Regions from separate parts of the Mus musculus genome. Here all the other regions are linked to region 3. Evidence: chromatin contacts called from public Micro-C and promoter capture Hi-C data. All regions are on one chromosome and are shown on one strand. The core of a region is the stretch at or near the end of the contact, and the rest is flanking DNA. Distances in the headings are between cores, read along the strand shown. Region 1 holds the start of Lrrc1 (leucine rich repeat containing 1). Region 2 holds the start of Cgas (cyclic GMP-AMP synthase). Region 3 holds the start of Gcm1 (glial cells missing homolog 1). Region 4 holds the start of Klhl31 (kelch-like 31).

Evidence for each region. Promoter capture Hi-C pulls out the DNA fragments that hold promoters and counts their contacts. A called contact is a pair of places that touch in the nucleus more often than the background predicts.
Region 1: a promoter capture Hi-C map of macrophages shows a contact between it and region 3, with 6 read pairs. The contact joins the promoter of Lrrc1 here to the promoter of Gcm1 in region 3. A contact is called at or near these places in 16 of 39 promoter capture datasets (the 3T3-L1 cell line, 3T3-L1-derived adipocytes, the C10 cell line and 11 more), 2 of 484 Hi-C or Micro-C datasets (both in embryonic stem cells), 1 of 115 datasets of contacts at active chromatin or transcription factors (bone marrow-derived macrophages) and 2 of 9 other capture datasets (adipose tissue and pancreatic islet).
Region 2: a Micro-C map of embryonic stem cells shows a contact between it and region 3, with 1.8 times the contacts expected there. The contact joins the promoter of Cgas here to the promoter of Gcm1 in region 3. A contact is called at or near these places in 1 of 484 Hi-C or Micro-C datasets (embryonic stem cells) and 1 of 115 datasets of contacts at active chromatin or transcription factors (bone marrow-derived macrophages).
Region 4: a contact with region 3 is called in a promoter capture Hi-C map of hippocampal neurons, with 5 times the contacts expected there. The contact joins the promoter of Klhl31 here to the promoter of Gcm1 in region 3. A contact is called at or near these places in 15 of 39 promoter capture datasets (the 3T3-L1 cell line, the C10 cell line, the HPC-7 cell line and 10 more) and 1 of 9 other capture datasets (adipose tissue).

Annotation. Positions count from the first base shown.
Region 1 is chr9:77,543,524-77,546,223 of GRCm38.p6, forward strand. It overlaps Lrrc1 (leucine rich repeat containing 1), which reads right to left and starts at 1,329. Exons shown (of 14, transcript NM_001146048.1): 1 at 942-1,329. The coding sequence starts at 1,100.
Region 2 is chr9:78,441,940-78,444,639 of GRCm38.p6, forward strand. It overlaps Cgas (cyclic GMP-AMP synthase), which reads right to left and starts at 1,298. Exons shown (of 5, transcript NM_173386.5): 1 at 525-1,298. The coding sequence starts at 1,139. It also overlaps a transcript of Mto1 not described here.
Region 3 is chr9:78,050,609-78,053,308 of GRCm38.p6, forward strand. Gcm1 (glial cells missing homolog 1) reads left to right here and starts at 1,350. Exons shown (of 6, transcript NM_008103.3): 1 at 1,350-1,432.
Region 4 is chr9:77,635,387-77,638,086 of GRCm38.p6, forward strand. Klhl31 (kelch-like 31) reads left to right here and starts at 1,346. Exons shown (of 3, transcript NM_172925.2): 1 at 1,346-1,401.

The sequences.
Region 1 (2,700 bases), core at 79-2,578, 510 kb before region 3:
CACTGGCTTACTTCCTCCTTACACCTGGGTAAAGGATGCGTCCTCCTTAACAGTTAAAGCTAGAATCCCGAGGCAAATTCAAGGGTTAAAAGTTCAGCGTCTAACCCCAGCAGGGCCTAGAAGCACAATCAGTATCTGTCACAGGCCAAGTTCGGTGCGGCAGATGATTAATTTTCATAAACAACTCTGAAAAGATATGGCATTAGTGATAGGACAGACCCAAGCAAGCTCTGTGGTGGCGGAAAGGCAGCAAGCAGGGCTGACTCGCAGCGGGAGCCACTACACACGTTCATCGCAGTTCCAACCACGCAACAGGTCCACGCACGCAGTGCACCAGCGGCGGGAACCTGGGCACCTGCAGCAGTTCTCCTCCTGCCCAGCACCCCAATGCGGCCACGGGGCTACCGAAGCGGACCAAGCGCCATCTCTCCAGGGCATAGCCCACAGAGATAAGGCCCGGAGCACATTCCTTACAGATGCCAAGATATACTAAAGCTTACTTTCGCGCTGCTGGGTCCCCACATCCTCTGGGACCTGCGTTAGCCCAAAATGAGGAGCTCCAAGCCACTAGCTGGAGAATTGGCTGCTAGCCGATCGCCCCGGGGCGTGATGGGGCGCATGGTCGCCCCCAGCTGGGAACAGTGTGAGCTACCTGGCTTCTCACCTAACCGGCATTAGTTCCCAGACGTGGATCTAAGCCACTTAGTGGACCAGAACGTTTCTCCACTAGCCATGTAACTACTTGTTAAATACCAAGTCTTTCGGTATAAATGAAAAACAACTTTTATTGGAGGATGGGTTTAATCGGGAAGCAGGGGAGGGGGGCACAGGGAGGGCTGAGGGCAGTAGTGGGACCCCGCTGGCCAGAGTCTCCCAGAGCGAAGCAGTCAGCGGAGGAGCGCACGGACCCGGCCACCGCGCCAGGTGAGGCGGGCACTCACCTCGGGGAGCTCCCGGAGCTGGTTGGCGTCCAGCAGCAGCTCCTCCAGGCTGCGGGCATAGCGGTAGATCTCCTCGGGGACGTAGACCAGCGAGCAGTGGCGCTTGTCGATGGCCTCCACATGACGGTTGCACCGCCACAGGGGAATGCAGTGGAACATCGCCGCCTCCACCACCAGAGCCGTGTCCCGCCGAGCCGCGGAGCCCGGGGCTCGGAGCCCGCTCCGCCCGGCCGCCCCGCTGCTCCCCGCCCGCCGCCCGCTCCAAGCTCGTTGCTGGCTCCAAGCTCGCTCGCGCCTCGCAAGGACTCCACCGTCCCGAACGTTCTGAGGAAGCCGCGGGAACCCTCGCCGCGTCCCGCGCCTTCGCCACAGTCGCGAGCGTCCCCTCCCACCGCCCCCTCCGCCGCGCTCCGCTTCCTACTCGCGGCCGCCGCGCACTGGGCATGCGCACTCGGCGGCACGCAGAGGGCGTGTCCCGGCCGGGGATGCTCCGCTCCGGGTTTTCCTGGAGACCCGGCTCCCGGGAGGGTCGGGAGACGGTGCTCCTGCGGTCCTCTCCTCCGCGGGGAGTCGCACAGTGTGCGATTCTGGAGGGAGCCGCGCCCCAAAAAGCTCCTAAGGAGGGCAGGGACCGAAGGCCAGAAGGAGCAGAACAACTTCGGAGTTTTCATTTTACTCACCGTGCTTTTTTTTTTCTTGCTCCCCTTCCCCAAAACAACTTTCTCTTCCGGGGTCAGGAAGTACCGCCCCGCCGAGTACCTTGAGCGCGGGGTAATGAAGGAGTCGGTTCTGGCTTTCCGACACCCCCTCCTCCTAACCCCCGTTTGTGCCCTGTGTCTGCGCACACTCGCTGGCAGGCCCTACGACCTGAGAGCATCTTTGGTGAGCAGGACTTATCTGAGATGTACGTGTCACCAACTTCCTGGTGCCAACAAAAGCATGGATGTCCGTCTTCAAAAATCTTCTAAAAGATGCTCCGAGAAGAAAGGAGATGGCAAAGGTGCGCTTCAGCATTAGCTCCACCTTAGCCAGATGTGCTTTGGGGGCTAACCTGGGCTGAGGTACAGAAAGCACTGGTGCAGGAAGGCAGATGAACCTCCAATAGCTGGCTCCTGTATTTCTTCAACAGCACCCTGCGTCTTACAAAGGGGAGATTGCAACCCACGCTGTAGTTTGGGGCGGGGAGCCCCAAATTTCTTCCTTTGCTCCTCAGAGGTTCCCGTTACCACAGCCAGACATTTGAACCCCTTTTCTTCTGTTTTCAGAGTCAACGATACAAACTAACCAAACTCACTCCACATGAACAGTTGATGACTCCGTTTTAGGCCAAATACAATAGCTAATAGACTGTTTTAAGAGTCTTCTCTGACTCCCCACCCAGCAAAGGAAGCCTTATGCTCCCTCAGCTCAAATCTGGAGTCACCAACATCACAATATGCAGAAGATTGAAAATTGAGCTTGCTTAGTAACCAAGGCAGAGTTTGCTCTGAAACTTTTTTTCATTGTCTCTTCAGTATTTTTAACTGCACAGGGCACTTGCCCAGGGGGAGAGGGGGAGAGATACATAAAGGTTTCGTCTCTATCAGGAGGATCTCTTGTCTTGATTGATGAAGGAGGAAATTTGACCTGTTTTTACCTCAGGATTATCACCTAGACTTGATGGTTACAGCCAGTACCTAATTCCTGCCACTATGCTGACTTCACTTTTTAACCTGACTTGGTGCCTGCATTCTTGAGGCGGACTTTGAGCCTCCACTCC
Region 2 (2,700 bases), core at 48-2,547, 390 kb after region 3:
AACCTGCCTTAATATATTTTAATTTGGCTTGAATTGGCTCATTTCACTAGCAGAGAATAGCTATCACCATCATCTTCAGGAACTCAGCCGGGCCTACTCTCCGAAGAGCATTAGAGGTAGGCTTGTAGATGACGTTCGCTCATAGGGGGTGCGACAATGTCAACGGACCCTCACTTGAGTACCCAGCCACCTCTCCCAATTAGTTGTATACAATTCTGCCCTAATTGCAGGCGGTCCCAAAGTCTCAGGGATGGACTAGATTCAATCTAGAGGCTATAGTTGGGGAAGGATTAATAAAGATGACTCCCCTGCGACTACTTTAAGGTCACCTGTCCCATCCCTCCAAAGCAAACTAACTAGCTATCAATATTGCTTGCTGTGAGCTAACTGGATGAATTAAAAAAAAAAAAAAAAGACTGGGGTGTTCCAAGGGAGGGGGGCCCTAAGAGTGTGGGACCCCCAAACAGCTGAGGAGGCAAGTGAGGAGTGGGGCCGGAGCCCCTCCAGCAGGTCTTGACGCTCACCTTCACATGTTCATAGTAGCTGCCAGTGTTCAGCTGCTCCACACCTTTGAACTCCGACTCCCGTTTCTGCATTCTGCGCAGCAGGCGTTCCACAACTTTATTCACCGTCTCGGCCGCCTCCGAGATATCTTTGCGTTTCAATCTCAATTTGTCCAGCACCTTCTTTAGCTTGTCCGGTTCCTTCCTGGACCCTCGCGGCGCTCTGGGCTGCCCGGTGGAGCGCGCGCCCCTTCTGTGGCTAGGTCCCCTTACGACTTTCCGCGCCTCGGGATCCGCGGGCGGCTGGGGCTCCCGTACGGCGGGCAGCTCCGGATCCAGGATGGCCTGCTGCTGGGGCACCCGGACGGCAGGCCGCGCGGTGGCTCCTGCCGCGTCCATGGCCGAGGGCTGTGCATCTTTGGTGAGCTCAGTGGCCCTTGCTGGATGCACTCGGGGCCCTGGGGCACGTGGCTTCTCCGTGGTGTCCCCGTCACGCTCCGCCCGCCGCGATCGAGCCCCCCTTTGCGGGCCGCAGCTTTCCGCGTGGGCCCTGGTCCTGCTGGGCTGCGTCGGGGCGCGCTTCGCGGACGGCTTCTTAGCGCGTGGCGCCGTCGTCCTTCTACGCGGATCTTCCATATCTGCCGCTCTTCGGTCCGGGAAAGAATAAATCGACTTCGAAGAAAGGCCGCGAAAAGGGGAACTCTCAGTGGCCGCTGGAAATGAAACTTAAATATATGGCGGGAACGTAGCCGGTCAGTATCCGCCGCGAGCAGGCGCAGGAGCACGCGTGAAGTCAGCGCCAGGAAGAGGCGGTCCAAGAGATGCGAACTTTTTCACCAGTGGGGACCAGCAGAGCCACTAGCTGGGGAACCACCCACTGAGCCACTGGCCGGGAAACCTCTCCTTTACCGCACAGACGCGGAAACCACTGACAGCTCAGATGGCTAGATTTGCCGCCTACCACCAAGATGTGTTTCAGGACACTACTGTCTCTCGTACATTTGTAGTTGATAAACAACTTTTTTATGTAAACTTTTTTGTTGTTTTTTGTTTTTTTTGTTTTTCGAGACAGGGTTTCTCTGTGTAGCCCTGGCTGTCCTGGGACTCACTGTAAACCAGGCTGGCGTCGAACTCAGAAATCCGCCTGCCTCTGCCTCCCAAGTGCTGGGATTAAAGGCGTGCGTCACCTCGCCCGGTTTATGTAAACTTTAAATCAAAATTTACTGTTCTTGTTAATGAGAAATAGAAACTCACTGAACCTTTTCAAGTTAGATTTAACTGCTTGGAATTAGTATTTCAACTTATCTTTCTAAAAAGCACACCGACTCTTAAAGAACATATTCAAAGTGCCTGTGTGAGTTTCATGAGCAGCACGGTGTAAGCCATCCTGATTTGGCTGCTGAGATTCCGTAGTCCTTTAATGCAGACTTTCAGAAAGCGATTTCTAAAGTCGGTCTCGTCAACAGTGGCTGCTTCTTTTAAAGTTGTTCTTGGCGGAACTCATTTTGCCTTCCACTGTGCTAACAAAAACAAAAACCTGTCTTCTGAAGATTTACATGGCTCAGAACAACACTTAGTTTTCAACTAACATCAGAATGTTATAATAATAACATTACTATATTCCACACCTTATTATGCAATCCTGTGTGTCCCTTAAAATAAAGCTCAAAAATTGCTGCTCTGTGTAACTTTTTGTAAAGTGTGTGTGTGTGTGTGTGAGTGTGTGTGTGTGTGTGTGTGTGTGTGTGTGTGCGCGCGCGCACGCGCGCGCGTGTGTATGTACCATATATTATGAGATACATGTAGCCTGAATAAAAAGACACCGATCAGTGTGCTGCCATCCTATTGACCCTGCAACTCTCTTCCCTCCTTCCTGTCAATGCCTGTACATGAGTTTTCAAAATGGGAACTTGTCTAACAAGCATTCGCTTTTGAATGGCAAGTAGACACACCTGGGAATGGAAACGCTGCCTACTTTGCAGAAATACACTTGAGCAGGAGACCTCTCTGTGAGGTCTTGCCAGTAGAGTGGCATTCTCCATTATTAGTCTCAGCACTAGGGAAGCAGAGGCAGTAAGCTGGAGATCTACAGAGCTAGTTCTAAAACAGTCAGGGCTATACATCGAAACCCTATCTGGAGGAAAAGAAGAAGAGAAGGGAGGGAGAGGAGGAGGAGGAGGAGGGTGAGGAGGAGGAG
Region 3 (2,700 bases), core at 100-2,599:
ACATAGTAATTCTGAGGTCAGCCTGGTCTATAGGAGGTCACTCCCATCTCAAAAAACTAAGAAACCAATCAATAAACAAAAGCAAAGAATTCACAGAGCCAGTAGCAGAAGTGAGGATTTGGCAAGTTGAGACCTCAGCCTTAGGGCATGGAGCTCACTGGGTAGAACCTGTCCTTGGGACAGGCATAGCCCTGGTGCTGCAGCTGGAACCCAGCAGGAGTTTCCTGTGAAGGAAAGGAGGGGGAAAAAAAAAACCCTTCGACTCAGAGCAGCTGGCAAGCCAGGTCAGATCCACATCAACGAGAGGAGGCAATCCCACAAATTAAGCAAAAAATATCTACATTTGGTACATGCAGAAAAAAAAAAAAGCAAGAGTTTGAAGCTATGTGACCAAAATACAGTCTTAGATATCTACTGAAAGATTGCACTATGGATTAGCCACAATGATAAACAAGACAACAGATTTTGATTTTATTTTGTGATTAGAAAAACAGTTACTGTTAGTGATACGGTTAAGGGTTCTGAAATATCATCGAAAAGAGAAGTCACGTGTTTCAGAACAGTATTGGAAGATATTGGATGGGTCTGTTAGAATTCCTAAAAGATGGGTCAGATTTAGATATGGAAATGAAAAAAGACCTTGGGGGAGGTGGGGGGGGGTTTGCTGTTTAGCTCAGGCTAGCCTTGAATTTGCAGAGACACTCCCTGGAGTTAGAGCTCTGCCCTGCCACCCTGAACTACACAGAACTTCTTGATGTCTTTGATTCTCCGTTATATCTCCGAAGCCCAGCAGACTACCTGGGATTCCGCAGAGGAGCTGGGCTTGAAGAATTGCATTCGTTGTCAGGTTTGATACACTTAGAATTAGAGATGGCTTTCAGTGTTTCTGGTTTAGGGCTGCTAGCTGTCTAAAAACTATCTCAGTAATTTCCATCCCCCCCCCCCCTCGGTGTTTGCACTGCCATGAGTCTCCCTGTCTGCCTTCTCGCTCACACACACAGAGGATAAAACGCATCTACTGTAAAACAGTCGCTCTTGGATTCAATCTATAAAACTATCAGGAAAAAAAAATCTGTATTTCTTTTCAGAGTTTTGTTTTGTTTTGTTTTTCCCTCAATATCCTTTTAAGTTAGATGTCCTCTTAGCATTAAGGAGGGGAAAGTTCAGAGGCACACCATAGAATATTCATCACATGGCTAGCACCCTGAGAAGAGCTGGGCTGCTCCTACCTGTCCCTGGCTGAAAGCATCTTGATTTTGATTGGACAGTTGCCAGAGTCATTAGCATAGTGTACCCTGACCTGGGTTAGGGAACAGCGACCACTTAGAAATGAACAGAACTTGCAGGACCTGAGCCAGAGCTGACACTTGTATGACACCTGGACAAGAAGCTGACAAGAAGGACAGACTCGGGAGCACTGAAGGCGGACAGGGTGAGTTGTGTAGCCATGGCCACAGGCTTTATTTGTTCTAGGTCATGGTCTGTAAAAATGATGGAAGCTGAACACGCCTTGGTCACAACTCTGAAATAAAAGGAAGTCTTGAAAAATTTAGACCTTTATTTTAATCCTGGGGAAAGATTGAGTTTACTTACTGACGGGATAAAGCAGGTTTTCCCCAATGTCTTGTTCTTAGTTTTTAGGGAAATACTAAATTAATCCTCACTTCATAAAAGTATGTGTTGGAGAAAAGTCTCTTTAAAGTTTTTAAAATTATTGTACTTTTGGGGAGTAAAATCTTTATTCCTCTGCTCTTAATTTAAAATCAAGTATCTAGCCTTGTCTAAGAACAGCATTTTTAGGTTTAGACAGTATAAATCTTGTTTTCCAACTTTTTTTTTTTTTAATCTGTTCTGTTTTGTGTGAAGTGCGCTGTGGGTCATAACCATTCTAATTACAAGTTTGGGCTAGCAGAGTTAGGGCTGTGACAGACGATGACTTTTACTATTCACTACTTCTCTACTTGTCATGTGAGCGGTCTCTGAACTGAGGTGGCAACCATCTTTTTCCAAGCAGCTCAATAATTGTTTCCTAAACATAGAGATTTACTTAGAAGTTACCGATGAGGGGCCGGTGGTAGCACCTCGGTGGTTCAGTGCAAGCCCCGGCGTCCATCCTCAGCGCCACAAACACCTCAGCCCAGAAACAAAGCTAAGACAGACTGAGAAGAGCCTCTCGCACATTTAGTCTTGAATGGCAGTGTTTGCGGAGGGGACTGGACTTCGTGGTTTGGGGGAAGGGGGCTGATCTTACAAAGGTGATGAACAGTTCATGGGATTTATCTATAAAAATATTAGTTAATCTAAAGTGCTATGGGCATAGTCCTAAGCTAGCTGTGTCTTTTTATGCAAATTTACATATTTTTGGTAGAACTAGGTGGTTCCAGGTAATAATGGCTCCTAAGGCTCTTATAACCCAGATCTAGCAATGAGGATGGAAATATACCTGAGGATAAAAGTAGGGACCAGAGTATTGAAACCCTAAAGTCTACTGTAGCAAGTGCTAGTGGCTTCTGCAGATTTTTTTATTGGCAGTTGGTACTTGCAAAAATGTCAATGAAATTGCTATTTCCAGCAGACAGGTAATAGATGGATTCTTTCTGTATTGTATTACTTTGTTGCTTCTTTAGAAAAAAAAAAGATTTATTTATTTTATGTATATATATGTACATTGTTGCTATCTTCAGGCACACCAGAAGAGGG
Region 4 (2,700 bases), core at 96-2,595, 420 kb before region 3:
GTTAGTTGATATTGTTGTTCCTTCTATGGGGCTGCAAACCCCTTCAGCTCCTTGGATCCTTTCTCTAGCTCCTCCATTGTTAACCCTGGGCTACATACATTTTAATTATATTTTCTTGCTACACAATGGTCCCAAAAGTCTGGCTTCTGGGAGCCTCTCCACATCTTTAAATTCTCTCTTCGAGATTTTTCTCTCTTGTCCTCAGTATCCAGGACTCTTCACAGTTGTAGCATTTAAGAATGAAGAAAGGGGGCTGGTAGGATGGCTCAGCGGGTAAGAGCACTGACTGCTCTTCTGAAGGTCCTGAGTTCAAATCCCACAACCACATGGTGGCTTACAACCATCCATAATGAGATCTGACGCCCTCTTCTGGTGTGTCTAAAGACAGCTACAGTGTACTTAAATAAAAAAAATAAAAAAAATAAAAAAGAATGCAGAAAGGTTTCTCAGTAGGCCACGGACAGCATCGGACTGATGCGGGTTATTAGGAAGTTTCTTTTCAATGATCTATCTGCCCGTTACTGAAGATGATACCACACTGACCTTTAGAAAGTCATTTCGTACTCCAGGTGCCTATAAAAGCCCTCTGTCAATTACAATCATTTGAATTGCTTTTCTTGCCTGAAATGTTCCCAGAGTAGGCATTTCCCAGCATGCTTCTGCACAAGTGTGTTTATCACAGACCCTCCTGTGAATCAATGGCCGATGGAGGGCTGGTCACAAGCCTGGCTTTGTTAAACTATGAAATGTCAACTCCATACTGAAGTGTAGCAGAATATCTCCTGTCCTGGTAAACATGTCTCCTCCTCTACAGAACAGTCTATTTATAACCAGTCTCCTCACAGGACCTGAGGTGACGGCTATTTACCTTCCTAGAAACTAACTTTTGTCCACAACTCTCTTCTTACAACAATTCTCAAGTCCCGGCTTCAATTCCATCAATTGCAATTGAACATCCGTTTAGCTAATTTTCTTTCCTCGCATCCATTGAGTCCATGACTTAAAAACAAATGAACAAAACAACCTGGCCAGGTCAAGAAACCCAACCCCTCTCCACCAACCAGGGCACCGCCCTCTTCCCCAGCGTTGCCCTCGAGCTGAAGACCAAAGAGGGAGAGGAGGGCTCAGGCTGCTCCAGGCCAGCACGCAGGCTCAGCCTGTTTGCTCCAGTGAGATGGCAAGGGGTGATTCTAAAAATTACTGCCACTAGGGTTTGTCAGGCGGCTGCTGGTGACTCCTCACTGGGTTTCCCTTCTCCCACCCTCCCTTTCTCTCCACAGATCACCTCCCCAAAGGAGTCTGCTGTTAAACCTTCCCCATTACCAGCGGGCTCTCACTTCACACCACCGGGAGAGAGAAGCTGGGACCGCAACTACCAACTCGTGCCGACTGGATCCTAGGGTGTGTATGGCTGTGTGGGTGGGAGACAGTGGGGGTGTCTGAGTGTTGGTGGCAGTAGAGCTATTTTCCTACAGGGTATCTCCAGCTGGGTGCTACAGGTCATGTCCCTTGATCTGAAGTTGGGAGACAGAAAACTTTGTCCTGGAATTTGAGAAATGTTGTAACCAAGGAAACAGACACAGTAACTGATATGTATGAGTGATACGCTATAAAAGTAAAATTACATGAGCTTTGTAATGATTGTTTTAAATCTCTAAATAGTATACGTTTTTCTTCCACTATTTTATAGAGAAGAAGAACAAAGAAAATTCTTAGGGCTTGCTCAGGAGATTTAGAATTCCATTTTTAATTTCATTAGCAACCACTTAAACATGTGGTTTGGTCAACACAACTGCTTAGGAAAGACACAATTTTACTAGTTTTAGCTGAATTAATAATACAAAACTCAAATGAACCCTCTGACTCCCCAAAATATAACTTCTCGACAAAATTGAGCCCCTACCCCCGCAAATACCCTACATTTGTTAGTTGACAGAAAATAAATATAGATTTTTGTACTAAATGTGCACATATGGTTATCTTGATTTATGTTTCACATTTAAAAAAAAATCATTTTGATGACAAAGCGACAAAGTGGAATCCCTGTTTCGGCGGACTTAACTAAAAATGGGCAGCTTGGGTCGTGTCTGTTTCTATTCCGGGAGGCAGAGCTGACGGGCCCCAACAGATGCAGCCCTTGGAATGCATCAGGGACAGGGAGCGGGCACAGCTGATTCTCACCCTTAGCCAGTAGTCCTGTGGGATCCCAGTCCTGGGCCATGACAGTGATGCTTCAGCACACGTGCGCACTCAGGGTGGTGGGCAGTGGGAAGAGCGCTCTCACACAAGTGACCACTGTCTGCAGGCTTTGCCCAGAAACCAGGTTTCTTTGAGGAGAGGAATGATTTTATGTAAAGTCAGTACTTTGACACAGACTTGCCCACTTCCCGGTGAGGGCACAGTTAGGTTTTCAGTTCTTGGCAACATCAGCCCAGTGGTTCTAGATGTATTTTTGGATTGTGTATTTTTTTTTCCAGGAACTTAAAAGAGAAAACAAACAAACAAAAATCTTTGAGCCACTTTACAGCAAAGGACCATGAAGACATGTGGGCTGTGGGCTTCGGAATAGTCCTCGGAGCTCATAACCCATCTAGAAACAAACCCAGGGTGGCGCTGCAGAGAAAAATGCAGAGAACCCCATTCAACTTAACCTCCTCATAAACTGCCAATACAAACCAGCTGTTAGGACAAGTATTTCTA